Regions from separate parts of the Mus musculus genome. Here regions 1 and 2 are each linked to region 3. The links are chromatin contacts, called in public Hi-C and Micro-C maps. All regions are on one chromosome and are shown on one strand. Each heading gives the region's core, a stretch centred on a gene start, on an enhancer-like site or on the middle of the called end of the contact. The rest is flanking DNA. Distances are from core to core; before and after follow the strand shown.

Region 1 (4,465 bases), core at 1,253-3,752, 130 kb before region 3:
GGGACTAAAGGCTTTTCCTGTCCCTTCCAACCAGGCTCCAGCACCTGCTGTTTGCTCTTGTCCTCTGCAATGCTAGTCTCTCCTAGCATCTTATGTGTCTTCAAAGGCCTCTTCCTCTTAAGAGTCCCCACTGTGCACAGGACTTGGGGGGAGGGGTGCTAACACTACATCTTCTCTCACCTTTCCTGCTCTCTCTCTTCTGGGACCTTTTTTTCTGTTTATTCTTTAAGAACCCATAGGACCAGCAAAATGTGCTGAGCACTGCAGAAAACGCCACCCAGGTCTGGGTGAGGAACGTAACCACAGACTCCTTCCAGCCCTCCACCACGGTAGCATCTATCAGTGTAATATTTTCAGCTGGATGGACACCTCTAAGGAGCGAGAACCACCATCCAACAGCAGAGTTCTTAGAGGTGACTTCTGCTTAACCTAGCTCCAAGCCAGGACATAAAGTCCTCTCCTGCCTTGGCCGGACACCAGACTCTGAAGAAAGGAAACTGCCAGCTGAAAATGCTTATAGCACATCTACTGTGGGTTCCACACCACTCCATGGCCTCAGCTCTGCTATCTGGGTCCATGGCCCCATGCCCAGGCTGGGCCCATGCCTCGCCTTTGACATATTAGGGGAAGGAGAGTCTTCTGGAAGCTTTTTTTTCTACCTGGAGGAGCCGTGTCAAGGCTCCCTCTTCCTACAGGCTAGCAGGGTAAGAAAGACCCAGTCCTGTCATTTAGTAGTACGTGATCTTGGCGCACTGTGCAGCCTCTTAAAAACTTAGCTACCTTCTAAAAAAGTGAGGTTATCAAGAGACCTTCATCTGGAAGGGGGACTTGTAAAGGCTCAGTGAGGGGTTGGAGCATGCGTCACTGGTAGGAAAAATGGCTGCTCAGTGTTCAAGGGGCCTTGGGTTCCATCTCCAACCCAACAAAAGCAAGAGCAATGACCCTTGTTTAGAAAAGGTCTAGAATAGTCACAGATATGTATTCCATGTTCAGTAAACACCAACTGTCTTTCTCCTTCCTCCCTTTCTTCTTCACTCCATCCTTAATCCAGTGCATCCCTGGAGGAGAAAGTTCACTTCAGCACACCAAGAGACTGCCCCGTAACTGAGGGAGCAGGACCGCAGAGTTTCAGCCATATTCAGCAACACATCACCCAGAACACTTCTAGATCCCTAAACATCTGGACCCAGGGACTCCAGGAAGCCCCGTTCAGACCTAGCTATGCTGCTTGCAAGTTCGTGGCCAGCACTGAGCCACGCACCCTGCCCCCTTAGAATGCTCTAATAACAGGGCAGGCACACATGCTAAAGAAAGACATGGCAGGGCAGGCCAAACCGCATGAATGATACTGTGAAGATTTCAGGGAAGCCATGAGAGGCCGGGAGGTGGGGAGGCAGGAGGACAAGCTGTCTCACCCTCGATGGCATTCAGGGACAATTACACCCTCTCAACCAGCTGAGAGCAGTTCTCTGCCCTGTGGGTCAGCACTGACTGAGCGGGGGCAGCCTGCAGATGGCTCGGCCCACAAGTCTGTGGTTGGCAACTCCTGAACTTTCGGTGACTCGGCGCCAGCTGATCCAATCAGCAATTATGTTTTATTTTGGGGCCAGGGAGACAGCAGAGAACCAGGAAAATTATAAGACATTACAGGGCTATTTTGCTAAGAATATCGACTGGGAAGGATTTTTTTTTCTTAACCAATTGTTCTTTGGATGGTTTGGGGGTTTCAGTGCACTAAGAAAGCCCCAGATGCTGAAGTCAGAGTAGAGGCAACTGCCCCTGGGCTGATTTCACTCTTTATCCAGGGAAAACCTTGTTGGATATACATCTGTTTGCAGGAGGGGGTTGGTTCCTGCCAAGAGGATTTCGAGGGTAATAGTCACCAGTACCAGTCACTAGTAACTGCGTGCAATTTCCCCGTTCCTTCTGTGGTTGGATCCTCACTGCTTCCTACTAGTGATCTGGGCTCAAATAAATCATATACAATTATTAGTTTCACTTCTCTATCCATAAGAGGGGAAATACCATCTAGCTCAGAGCTTACCATACATATTCAGTGAGCTGAATCCAAGACCCAGGAAGTGTCTGGCCTAGCCTATGTATCCGAGATAACTAAGAAGGCGCTTCTTGAGCCGAGCATGGTGGCACACGCCTTTAATCCCAGCACTTGGGAGGCAGAAGCAGGTGTATTTTTGAGTTCGAGGCCAGCCTGGTCTACAAAGTGAGTTCCAGGACAGCCTGAGCTATACAGAGAAACCCTGTCTCAAAAAACAAAAACAAAAACAGAAGGTGCTTCTTGCTGTTAGGTGAATTTCTTGTCATAAAAAAATAAATGGTCTCATTTTTACCATCCTGTTACTAAGACCAAAGAGACACTCAGCAAAAAAAAAAAAAAAAAAAAAAAAAAAAAAAAAAAAAAGCTGCGAACACCATTTCTGGGAGCCGTTCAGGTTAGAGCGATCAGAGAGTTTGCCACTTGCCTCAGTGACTACACTGTTCCAGGCTCGGCAGCTGAGCTGGTAGGAAACTATGAGAATGTGCAGGGGAGCTCAGCCCAGCGTTAAGCCTGGAGATGACTCAGGAAGGCAATGCTGTCTAAGCTCATCAGCATGTCCCCATCTTAAACTCCGCAGCCCACCGCTAACCAGGGCTGCTTCTTCAAAAACAAACCCTGCTTAAGGACTGCGCGGGGACGGGGCACAACTGCCACTTGTAAAGGAAACTAGACCCAGAAAACTACATCCACAGGAAATGGGGTGATCTTCCTGAAGAGTGTTTGCTTGATGGGCTGGAGAGGCCAGACAGTGTGCCCAAGATGCCCTTAAAGGATAGTGACTCACTTACCAGTGCCCTCCTCTGGTTGTGTTAGTGAATGTGCCTTTCACTAACACAACACTCACTATCGCTGTGAGGAGGGATGACAGGAGATGGGATAGTCACCTTTCCTCTGACTGGTCTGCCAAAAAAAACAGACAAGGCCGTCTGTGCACACCAGTCCTGGGACAGAGCAAGTACCCATCGCAGGTGGCTATATTAGCTTCAGTGCCCTCTATGCCCAGTCTCTGACATGCCAGGGGGTCAGTGAGGGAACAAACCAGGAAAGCACAAGCCCCATAGCAGGCAGCCAGCACAGAAGGTCACTGCACCGCCTCTTGAATACAGCAGTTGGTATTAGTCCCCGAATGTCATAAAAGAGGGATGGCAGTCAAAGCGTGGTTATGTGGCCTGTGCAAGGTCACAGAGCTAGGAAATGATGTCACTGGACTTTGACACCAAGTCTGACTCTGAAATTGAGGAAAGTGACAGTTCACAGTCATCCTCCAGAGTTCCAGAGGCATGCTGGGAAACGGGCACCTAGTGCAGGCACCTTCCGGTTTGCGCAGCTAGAGACGTGGGAAGAGGGAACCTGAACCCTGAACTTTTGCTCTTTCAAATGTCACAGATACTTGGGGACCCCAGACATCAACCAGGCCCAGTGTTAGGCACCGGATGTATATGGTAGGCAAGACCCAGTCCATGGGCTTTCTACCCAGAGGGTCAGCTACAGTAGAAGTGGCTCTGCCTATGCATCTTGCATCTTGTGCTGTTCATCAATACAGGATGTCCAGAGGGAGTGCGGATGGTTCTGATGGAGTAGCCTGGGTGAGTTTCAATAGAGCATATCAGAAATTCTATGTGTGGCCAAAGCCTGCTTGATCTTTTTATAAAGATGACAGAGTAGACAGGCTAGGAAACTTACTCACAATGGCCAGGTCACGGGGGCAGCAAAGGAACCCATATCAAATCCCCCTTGAGTCTCTCTCTGCAAAAGCCAGCAGAGGAAGCCTCAAGAGGCATTGAGTTTGCAATCCTCACCTAGAGCCTCAAGACAGAGAATCAACAGGGCGCCACTGAACACCATTAGGTCACCAAGGGTGCCCGGATTCTAGTCCTATTTTTCCCCCAGAAGGGAGCACAGGTGGAAGGCTCGAGGGAGAAAGTGGAGCCAAGAAGCTTTGAAGTTTGTGCCTTTGCAATCACTCTAAGAATCTGTCCTCGCTGAGATCCGAGCATATTATCTTCTCCCTCAGGCACCACGTTCTATGGAAATACATAATTGAGATGGAGCACAAAGTGAAGCCCTGAGATCACGCGCAGGCCATCTCTCCTCAGCACGCACTCATTTCTCAGCAGTTACCAAGGTCTGTGGGCATTGGCTCGGTCCCTCAATCAGGAGCGACACTAACAGACATTCCGACAGAGGGACGGGCTCAAGAGTCTCCACACCAACTCAAGTGGCCTGAGGTTACTGCGATGGTGAGCAGGCCTCCTGACTGCTCCTCACTTCCCATGGAAGGCACAGTCCACTCCCCACCCCAACCGCCACACTCGCCACCTTGTTAAACGAATCAGTCAAAAAAACCAGCAACAGCTACTTTACACCCACGCCCCAACCAGGGGTCTTCTGTAGCGAGGTCATCACTGG
Region 2 (4,685 bases), core at 1,158-3,657, 190 kb before region 3:
TGTGTCGGTGTGTGTATGTGCCACGGCATTTGCTTGGGGAATCAGAGAATAACTTTCAGGGTTTGGTTCAAGATCAGCCTGGACTGTCTCAAAATAAACACAAATAACAACAGTAAAAGCCTCCGCCCATTTTTCTTATATACCTGTGACATAACTTATTTAAGTAAAGCCCCTGTTTTTGTTTTATAGCATGTAGATTTTAGTGTCTTATTAGAAACCACGCAGCCCCTGACTGACCACTCAAGAGCTTTTAAGGTTTTCTTTCTGCATAAATCTGAAGTTGTTTTGAAACTATCTTAAAGATCTGTGCATGTGTACATGGTTGAGTGTGTGCGTGCACATTGGGGTGTGTGGTCCTCCGGCTGCATCTACTGTATTGTTGTAGAGGCAGTGTTGAGTTACTTACCTTCCCCTGAGTTGGTATCTCCATTAATCACAGAGACAGCATAGGGGCTGTTGTGGAGGGCCGTGAGAACTAAATCCACCAATACACGTGCAAACGTTTGTGGCCACAGACTCCCATGCTAGACATCTGTCTGCCCCTAGTTTGTGACAGCAAGCTATAGTCCAGAGCCCGTCATCATGGCCAGTCTTCAGAATGCTTGCAAATGGGAGAACAGGGCTGGAGGGTCTCAGCAAGCTCCCTCTGCCAAACAGACTGGGGTGCCAGAAGCACAGAGAGGGACCCTAACTCACACAAATAACCACGATTCTCTGTTTTAGTGTCTTTTGAGAATTATCAGGGGCCCCTGATGCCATGCCACTCTGGGAGGCGATAAGCAGAAACGTGACGACATTGTTGCCAAATTCAAGCGTGAGTGCAGAAACATGACGACATTGTTGCCAAATTCAAGTGTGAGTGCTTGCTTCCATTTCCACTGACAGTTAAGGGCAGGAAACGCAGAGCTGAGTGGCAGCCCCACCCTTTGACGTAAAGCTCTTGTGAAAAGAGATGGTGGCTTCTGTACAGAAGACTGCTGGGGCTGCAAACATCTGACAAAAACAGGTAAGGAAAAGTGTCTTTGGAGCTCTCTGGGAAATGGCCGTTCTGGGACAAAAAGAAGGGATCTAGAACTGTATTGATCTTGTGTCCCATCTCATCTTATCCTGGTCATATCTAAAGATCATCCGGGACCCTAGACAATTTAGTGCCTCTGGGGTGGAAGACTCTTTTAAGAGATCAGTCAACAACCATGGCTTAGTCACCCAAGAGTGAAGACAAGCAATCAACACGAAACGTTTAAGAAATGCCTCTGAAACTCATGCCTTGTTGGTCCTTGGATCCTGAAGCCTAGGACTCTTTTTAGTCTCACAGAACCAGAAAGGCTGCTGTCTTAGCTGTAAGTTGATGGCAACCAGATAGGAAAGGGGGTGCTTTGGAAACAAGGACCCACCCAACTGTCCGGCCAGATAGTGCAGAGACAGTAAAAAACAAGATTCAGTGTGTAAAACTGTTAAAGAAAATGGCGACATCCGACTGTCTGATTCTTTTTGGTTTTGGTGGTGGGTAAGTCCATAAAATACATTCAATATTGAAAGTGTAAAATTTAGTGTGAAGCTCCACAGCTTCTGCTCCAAAGGCCTATTTTAGCTTTTTAGAAGTCCATGGCTCTGGGCTTTGGGGCTGGTTAATTTTGGTGTCTGTTTTTTGGTTTTTGTTTGTTTGTTTGTTTGTTTGTTTGTTTGTTTTTTGTTTTTGCATGTGTAGAGAACCTTGGAGTTGGCTCCCAACACCCCAAGACCAAGTTCCCGGCACAAAAGAGATTTCTATGCCCCAGAGGGACAGAGGGCAGGGAATGAGAGACAAAACAGGAGCTAAAGTGGGAGAAGGGGAGGAAACAAGGGAGAGGGGGCAGAGGTGGCCCAGAGGCAAATGGGGGTTTATAAAGGTAAAAGGGGAAACTCTGTGTTAGGGTGAGGCATTTATTAATTAGGTGAGCCAAAGGGAGCTTTTGATTGCTGGACTTCAGTATTTGACAGGGACCTTGATACCACAGGAGGAAGTGGCCAAATAAGGGAATAGACCTTGGTAACTAGCTTTAGGAATGTAACCTAGCAATTTTTAGTAAGGCAGGGGAAATGGGGTGTAGGGCCAAAGCCTTCCAGAGCCATGTCTGTCATGCTCAGACAGGCTAGAACTATCGTAGCATGCCCTACCCCCTTTAAAGAATAGTTCATAAAATTAAAAACAAAGAAATGAAAACCCTCAAAAGGTAACACTAATAAAAAACCCAAAGGCTCCACTTAGAGGATTCTCTGGAAACCACAGTTGCACGCCTTGACTGGAAGTCTCAAAGTGTCCCACAGAAAGTGACGCATCATGACTGAACTTGTGTGGACCCAGCTCTAGAAGCAAGCATCTGCCTTTTTATTGGAACCATTATGAATCACCTACTCCGTCCTTGAGCCTTCTGTATTCAAGGGAATAGATAAGTATCTACCACAATACAGCTAACTGTCCCATAGCCTGGTCTCCGGACTGTGACCGGAGACATCTGACTCTCAGAAAGTCTCCAGTCAGCCCCATGAATCATCGTGTGGAAATGCCAGCTCCTATTAGAACTCTGGTAACTTCCTGCTTGAAAAGTTCACGAAAGACACAAGAGGAATTTTGGAAACAACCCCCGTCTCAGTGAGTGTCCAAGCAGAGGGTACAGGACCAGCCCCAGCACGGCTTCTAATTTTGACCCAGCTTGCTCCACAGGGAAGTCCACATACATAGGAAAGAACCGTTTATCAGCTCTGCCACTGTGGTCCTCTCTGCTATTTCCCAGGTGATTTGCATTCCTCGGGTCTCACATCCACCATGCCTCCTTCACAGTGGGCTTGACAGCAGTATTTACTCACGAGACGGGGACGTGGCTGCGCTAGCCTGAGAGACATACCAAGGGAGGCCACACAGCTAATGACTCTTTAAATCCCTGGTCACCGACTCTAACATTATACCTAATGATTAATGTTTTTGAAAGTACAGAAAAGGTGTTTGAAATTTATCATCAGTTAATAAATCACAGCTTATTTTTTCCCTCCTCAATAAAAAGCAGCTAACAAACCCAAGGCAAGCATATATATTAAAAGTCATAAAATGTGTCTGAGTTTCTTATACCAAACAACCTAATTTGCTTATACATAAATATCAAGGGATAGAAAAGCAGGCTTTCGAGCCAGAGTGAATGAAAGAGCAGGCAGTCATATCACACCCTGGCTTGCAGGAGGCTGGATATTAAGGTCTTTTAGGTCCTACACCTCATGTTTCGGGAGCAATAAGACAAATGAGGTTTTGCACATTTATTTCAGCATAAATTAACACTAACCATCTGGATGGATAAGATAACCCAATAGCCATAAAAACTTGGCAACTTCCACTGGAAGAAAAATTGCTTGGGAGCCAAGAATGGGGGTGGGGGGATCTACACAAGGTTTATTGGAGGAATCCCAGCCCAATCGCAGGGCTCCGAGGCTCCCTTAAGCACAGTACGCTGCCGGGGCGGCCAGCTGTTGGGGGAGAGGTTATGGGGCCAGCAATCCTTCAGAGCTGCACAGCCTTTCACTAACCAACAGTACCTTGTTCTTAAAGCTGGGCATCCCCATGACCCTCAGATGGAGGAAGGCTCAGTGTTTATCATTTCCATGTAAAGATGGCAGAATTGGGGCGTCAGGAGAGTGAGCAGCTCTGAGTTCAAGGCCAACACAACATTCTTTTAACTACCCCATCTGGGTACCCATGCCCACACCTATCCACCCATCCATCCATCTGTCCATTCATCCACCAATCCATCATCCACCCATCCATCTATCCATCTATCCCTCCCTCCCTCCCTCCCTCCCTCCCTCCATCCATCTATCCATCCATCTGTCCATCATTCACCCATTCATCCATCTGTCCATCTATCCACCCACCCCTATTTCATACCAATTCTTATTTGTTCTGTGATCCTTCTCGAAAGAAAAATGGGAAGGCTCATTCTTCATGCCCACATACCAATGCACACAGCAATGTACACAGCACCACTGTACACAGCACCACTGTACACGGCACAGCTGCCCGGAAGGGATCCTTTTCTCACTAATAATGCACCAGCCCGGGGCCCGGGCACGCTTACCTCCCGGTTCAGCTTTATCGCTACACTCCTCCCATGTGTCCTCTGCTGGTTTTCCCTCCAGCATGTGCTAAGGCAGTCAAGTGCTAAGCATATGGGATCACTCTTTCACCTCCCTGCCCTTCTCCACTGCAGGCTTGGTAGGATTCCAAGTCCTGCAGCCTGGCTTGCTTGATGGAATTGAATCATTGGCTGGCTTTTCCCACACATATGAAGGCATACTTTCTTTCTTTCTTTCTTTCTTTCTTTCTTTCTTTCTTTCTTTCTTTCTTTCTTTCTTTCTTTCCTTTTTTTTTTTTTTAGATTTATCTATTTTATTTATATGAGTACACTGTAGCTGTCATCAGACACACCAGAAGAGGGCATCTGATCCTATTACAGATGGTTGTGAGCCACCATGTGGTTGCTGGGAATTGAACTCAGGACCTCTGGGAGAGCAGTCGGTGCTCTTAACCACTGAGCCACCTCTCCAGCCCTGAAGGCAAATCTTCAACCTACACTCTCTTATTCACCTGTATCTTCCTTCATTCATCCAATAAATAGCTATTTATGTAGGAATAATTAATAATAACAGGAATTATTAAC
Region 3 (4,707 bases), core at 30-2,529:
CCAAGAATCTAGTAGTTGGTCAGTCCCACAAGGGTAGGTGTGGTCTTCTGTATAAGCTGGACTCCTGAAGAAGTAGGTTCCATCAGATATGCTGTCAAGGAAGTGCAAGCAGTAGAAGAAGAGAGATCCTTCTTCCAAAGTCCTTATGTAGGCTTCCAGCAGGTGTGGCCCAGATTAAAGCTGTGTACCACCATGCCTGGATCTGAAACTTGCTCTGTCCCAGGCTGGCCTTGAACTCAAAGATCTGCTTGCCTCAGTCTCCTGGGATTAAAGGTATGTACTACCTTATCTGGGCCTAAACTTTTCAAAGCCACTATGCCTCAAGATCTGGATCAAAAGTATGCATCATCCCATGGGGAGATCCAGGTCTGAAGCCTGTGTCTTCCAGCCTCAGACAGACCTGGGTCACAGGTGTGTCTTTCATTTCTGGATTGTAGTTCATTCCAGGTGTAGGCTAGCTGACAACCAGGAATAGCAACCCAATGTGTATCTCTGTCTGTGTGCGTGTGTCTCTGCATGTGCCTATGTATGTGTGCGTTTCTGTGTGTATATGTTTGTATATGTGTTTACTTATGTGTGAGTATCTGTTTGTGTATGCCTATATATGTGTGCATGTGTGTCTGTGTGTTTGTGTACATGTGTTTGTCTGTGTGCCTGTGTATGTGTGTCTGTGTATTTGTGTATGTATATCTATGTCTATGTGTGTATGTATGAATGTGTGTGTGCCTATGTGTACATGTGTATCTATGTCTGTGTATATGTGTGTGTGCGCCTGTGTATGTGTCTGTGTGTGTGTATGTGCATCTGTGTATGTGTGCACACTACTATATAAATAAATGTAATGAGACTCTTCTCTTTACACTTCCTCTTCAACTCCCCCGATAGGACCCTCAGAAGCATTTGTGAAACACACATGTTAAAAGAACACAAAACAGACAGGCCTGGGTGAGTTTTAGGAGAGCAAGACAATCAACGCTCCCAGCACCTCTCTCTCCTAGCCTATGCTCTGTTTCACAGCATTTAGAGTGACAGCAGGAAGACCGGTGAGGACAGTGAGGATGGCTGAGTCACAGTGGGCAAATTCCTTCTCCACCTTAACACATCTCTCCTATTTCACATCCCACCCGTGAGTTCCTTGACCCTCTCTGTGAGTTAGGAGTTAGCAGCCTCTAAGGGGAAGTTGAGAATATTGACCGAGTCATCAACCCACAACACCCCTCACCCCACACCCACAGGCAGAGGGAACTCACTAGTCATCAGCAGTTGGTGGCTTCATCTGAGAGCAGACCCCTCTGAGTAAGGGTGACTGTCCCTCACATGGGCGGGTGTTCAAAGCCTTGTCTGAATGTTCCCGTGGGCCTTCTTCTCCTTCTCCCAGGATTCTTCGGGCATTGCTCATCCTCTAGTGGAGTTGCTAAAATTCCTGTCTTGGGAGATATGAAAACAACATCTACCCCTCTTCCCAAGGCCCCAGTTACAAACCAAGGTGCAGGCATGATTCCACCAAAGCTTGACTGGGGGGAACCAATGACATCCTTAGCCTCACTCATAGAGCAGTGTGTGGGGGATTATGGGCAAGGGCACACATCCTCACAGGGGGCCACACTGGAAGGTCTGTACCCAGCAGGGATTGTTATAGCCGGGCTCACCCAAGGGAAGTAGACCAGGACAAGCTCTTTGTGAATTTGAAGTTTTTATGGAGTCACACAGACCCAGCTGCAGGCATGCACTCTTGTGATTACAAGTCTGGAGGTGGTCCTGAGCTGAGTGAGCAGGAGGGTGATAAAGATAAAAACCCACAAGTTTGGTGCATCCCATTGATGGAGCTGTGACAGCTGTCAGCAAGCATGACAGGATATGCACTCTTAATAAGAACAGGGCACAGTTGTGTCACTACGGTGTCTCTAATTGATTGGAGAGCAGAAAGCCTTACCGTTACCGAAGCAGAACAAAGCAGGTTAGCAAAAGCTCTCCTGTAAGTACCATATGTGCCTGAGGGTCAGTCGGACCAAAGTTTTAGCCTAAGGTTGGGTCAGGATTTAGCAAATAGGCTTTTCTCACTTCGCGATAATGACTTCCCCAGGGCTGTGTGGACAGAATCCCCCTTCAAGGCATCCTTCAACACCTTCCCGGAAGATCACGTGCACTTAGGGCAGAATTTTGAACAGCTGGCTGAGAAGACAACTGAGCACTCAGGGAGGCTCTTATGACCTGTGAGGAGAGTCAAAAAGTCAGCGGTCCCAGTTGTGATGGCCTTCCATGAACAGACCTAGCAGAACTCCAGATGATGGCGGCTGTCTGGCTCAGATAGTCCACAACACACTACTCTACTGAGCTGTGCCACGTGGATAGTTTCAAATAAACAACTTCACCAGGTGTGGTGGTTTGAATAGGGTTAGCCCCCATAGACTCCCGTGTTTGACTGCTTGGCCCATAGCAGAGTTGGCACTATTGGGAGGTGTGGCCTTACTGGAAGAGGTGTGGCCTTGTTGGAAGTGCGTCACTATGTGGGTGGGCTTTGAGACTCCTATGGTCAGGCTCCTCTCAGTGTGGAAGAGCGCCTCCTAGCTGCCTACAGAAGAGAATCTCCTGAAGGATCAAGGTGTAGAACTCGCAGCTGCCAGCACACCGCCATGCTTCCTGCCATGATGATAACGAATTGACCCTCTGAAACTTTAAGCCAGCCCCAATAAAATGCTTTCAGTTCTAAGAGTTTCCTTGGTCATGGTGTCTGTTCACAGATAAAACCCTAAGACACCAGGCCAGCATAGTTCTGGAGTCTTGTGCCCCCAACCCTTAAAGGCTGAGCTTCAAGGAGCTGTTTATTCATCTAGGAAATCCACATCTCTTTCACTTGTGGGGAAAATAAAGCTAACGATCTTTGTTGTTGTTGTTGTTTTTATCGTGTCTTGTTTTTTTGAAACAGGGGTTTCTCTGTGTATCCCTAGCTGTCCTAGAACTAGCTCTATAAACCAGACTGGCCTCAAAATTGAACTCAGAGATCCTTCTGCCTCTGCCTGGAGTGCTGGGATTAAAGGCATTGGCCACTGCCACTGATGCCACTGCCACCCAGCTGAGGATCCTTTTGTATTCCAACCTCCCTGTGAATCTGATGTTCTACAGGGTTCCCGAGACATGTGAGTCAGAAAGACAGGCGGATCACCACCATCTTTGTAGTTACCTTAATTATTGCTCTGATTCTACTTTATTATTATTTTTTTTTTTAATTATTACTCTGACTCTACCAAACCCACCTATTCGGCCCTTCTTATTGCACACCCCACCCCACCCCCACCCCGCTGCCGCCCATGCCCATGAAAATTCCCCTTTCTCCACAACCCAGACAGGTGTTAGAACAACACCGTTTGTGCCAAACGATGCAGGGGTAACAGGGAATTCTGGATTCTTCAAGACCTGGTTGTAATCCCACAACAGAATCTTTGAAGAGTTACTTTATTTACATTGCTTTATTTTATTTTATTTTGGCTCCCTGGGTTGTCAGCTTTAGAAACTTCAGCCACAGTGAATTAAGAAACAGAAACAGTTCCGTCAGTGAAGCATGGGGACTAGAGTATTGAGTCTCAGTACCCACACATGAAATGAGGACTAGAGTATTGAGTCTCAGTACCCACACATGAAATGAGGACTAGAGTATTGAGTCTCAGTACCCACACATGAAATGGGGACTAGAGTATTGAGTCTCAGTACCCACACATGAAATGGGGACTAGAGTATTGAGTCTCAGTACCCACACATGAAATGGGGACTAGAGTATTGAGTCTCAGTACCCACACATGAAATGAGGACTAGAGTATTGAGTCTCAGTACCCACACATGAAATGGGGACTAGAGTATTGAGTCTCAGTACCCACACATGAAATGAGGACTAGAGTATTGAGTCTCAGTACCCACACATGAAATGGGGACTAGAGTATTGAGTCTCAGTACCCACACATGAAACATGCAGATGAAAATACCAGGGGCAGGGGGAGATGCAAAACAACTGGGACAGGTGTAGTCTTTTCTTAGGTTAAGTTTGAGACAGAGGCTTCATATGCAGTCAGTCTGCCCTCAAAACTCTCAGTTCTCCTGCACCGGCCTCTGAGAGCTGGGATTACAGATGTTACCACTCTGCCTGAATGTATGACCATGTCTTGTTTAAGGTTTTGAGATCAAGGAGTCTGGAGGGCAGGATGGAAGCTCGTCACACCAGGCTTCCACCTTAGAACGGAAGCTTCCACTGTAGCTGCATTGTGCAGATATGGTGTTATGGGGGGTTTTACAGAAGGAGACCCTTCTTGTGCAGCTGGGCTCCCAGCTCTCTTCTCCAGTGTCCTCCATATTTGTCTCTTTCCAGAGCTTCCCTGACCTTATCTTTCCTAGTCAGCCAGTGGTCTGCTTACAGCATCCTTGACCTTGGGAGTTCTATTGCTGTCAGAGGGCCATTGAAACAGTGCCACAAGCCACATGACTTAAAGCAACAGAGATTCCAAGGCTGGATCCCAAAACCAAGGCTGTTGGCAGGACTGGTTCCTTCTGGAGGATCCAAGTGGGGCAAGGACTGATGCATGCTCTTCTCCCAGATTTTGAGCTCCTGGCCATGCTGGACTTTGCTTGGTTGCATCCCTCCATCTGCTTCCATGGTCATGTGACCTTCTTCATGTCTGCTGCTGTGTCCTCAGCCATACTGTCAAATACATGGTGCTC

The links. Hi-C and Micro-C count contacts between places; a contact is called where the count stands out from the background.
Region 1: a Hi-C map of bone marrow shows a contact between it and region 3, with 1.6 times the contacts expected there. The contact joins two enhancer-like sites. A contact is called at or near these places in 1 of 15 datasets of contacts at CTCF or cohesin (CD8 T cells), 9 of 484 Hi-C or Micro-C datasets (the G1E-ER4 cell line, bone marrow, bone marrow-derived macrophages and 4 more), 3 of 115 datasets of contacts at active chromatin or transcription factors (CD8 T cells, embryonic basal ganglia and stem cell-derived neural progenitor cells) and 2 of 9 other capture datasets (bone marrow-derived macrophages and embryonic stem cells).
Region 2: a Micro-C map of embryonic fibroblasts shows a contact between it and region 3, with 4 times the contacts expected there. The contact joins two enhancer-like sites. A contact is called at or near these places in 10 of 39 promoter capture datasets (the 3T3-L1 cell line, the HPC-7 cell line, cranial neural crest and 7 more), 3 of 484 Hi-C or Micro-C datasets (bone marrow-derived macrophages, embryonic fibroblasts and macrophages) and 7 of 115 datasets of contacts at active chromatin or transcription factors (embryonic fibroblasts, embryonic stem cells, fetal liver and 2 more).

The regions. Positions count from the first base shown.
Region 1 is chr10:83,092,543-83,097,007 of GRCm38.p6, reverse strand. The region is part of intron 2 of Chst11 (carbohydrate sulfotransferase 11); the gene reads right to left. Among named protein-coding and RNA genes, the nearest start is that of Chst11, 110 kb to the right of the region's middle. Within about 2 kb of position 2,502, at least 74 of the 459 cell types and tissues checked have an H3K27ac peak or open chromatin away from gene starts, as enhancers often do. A contact at or near this core is called in CD8 T cells, the G1E-ER4 cell line, bone marrow and 1 more, where this site is marked.
Region 2 is chr10:83,150,258-83,154,942 of GRCm38.p6, reverse strand. All of the region lies in intron 2 of Chst11 (carbohydrate sulfotransferase 11), which reads right to left. Among named protein-coding and RNA genes, the nearest start is that of Chst11, 170 kb to the right of the region's middle. Within about 2 kb of position 2,407, at least 86 of the 459 cell types and tissues checked have an H3K27ac peak or open chromatin away from gene starts, as enhancers often do. A contact at or near this core is called in the HPC-7 cell line, bone marrow-derived macrophages and embryonic fibroblasts, where this site is marked.
Region 3 is chr10:82,959,308-82,964,014 of GRCm38.p6, reverse strand. No RefSeq gene overlaps it. Among named protein-coding and RNA genes, the nearest start is that of Chst11, 24 kb to the left of the region's middle. Within about 2 kb of position 1,279, at least 67 of the 459 cell types and tissues checked have an H3K27ac peak or open chromatin away from gene starts, as enhancers often do. A contact at or near this core is called in CD8 T cells, the G1E-ER4 cell line, the HPC-7 cell line and 3 more, where this site is marked.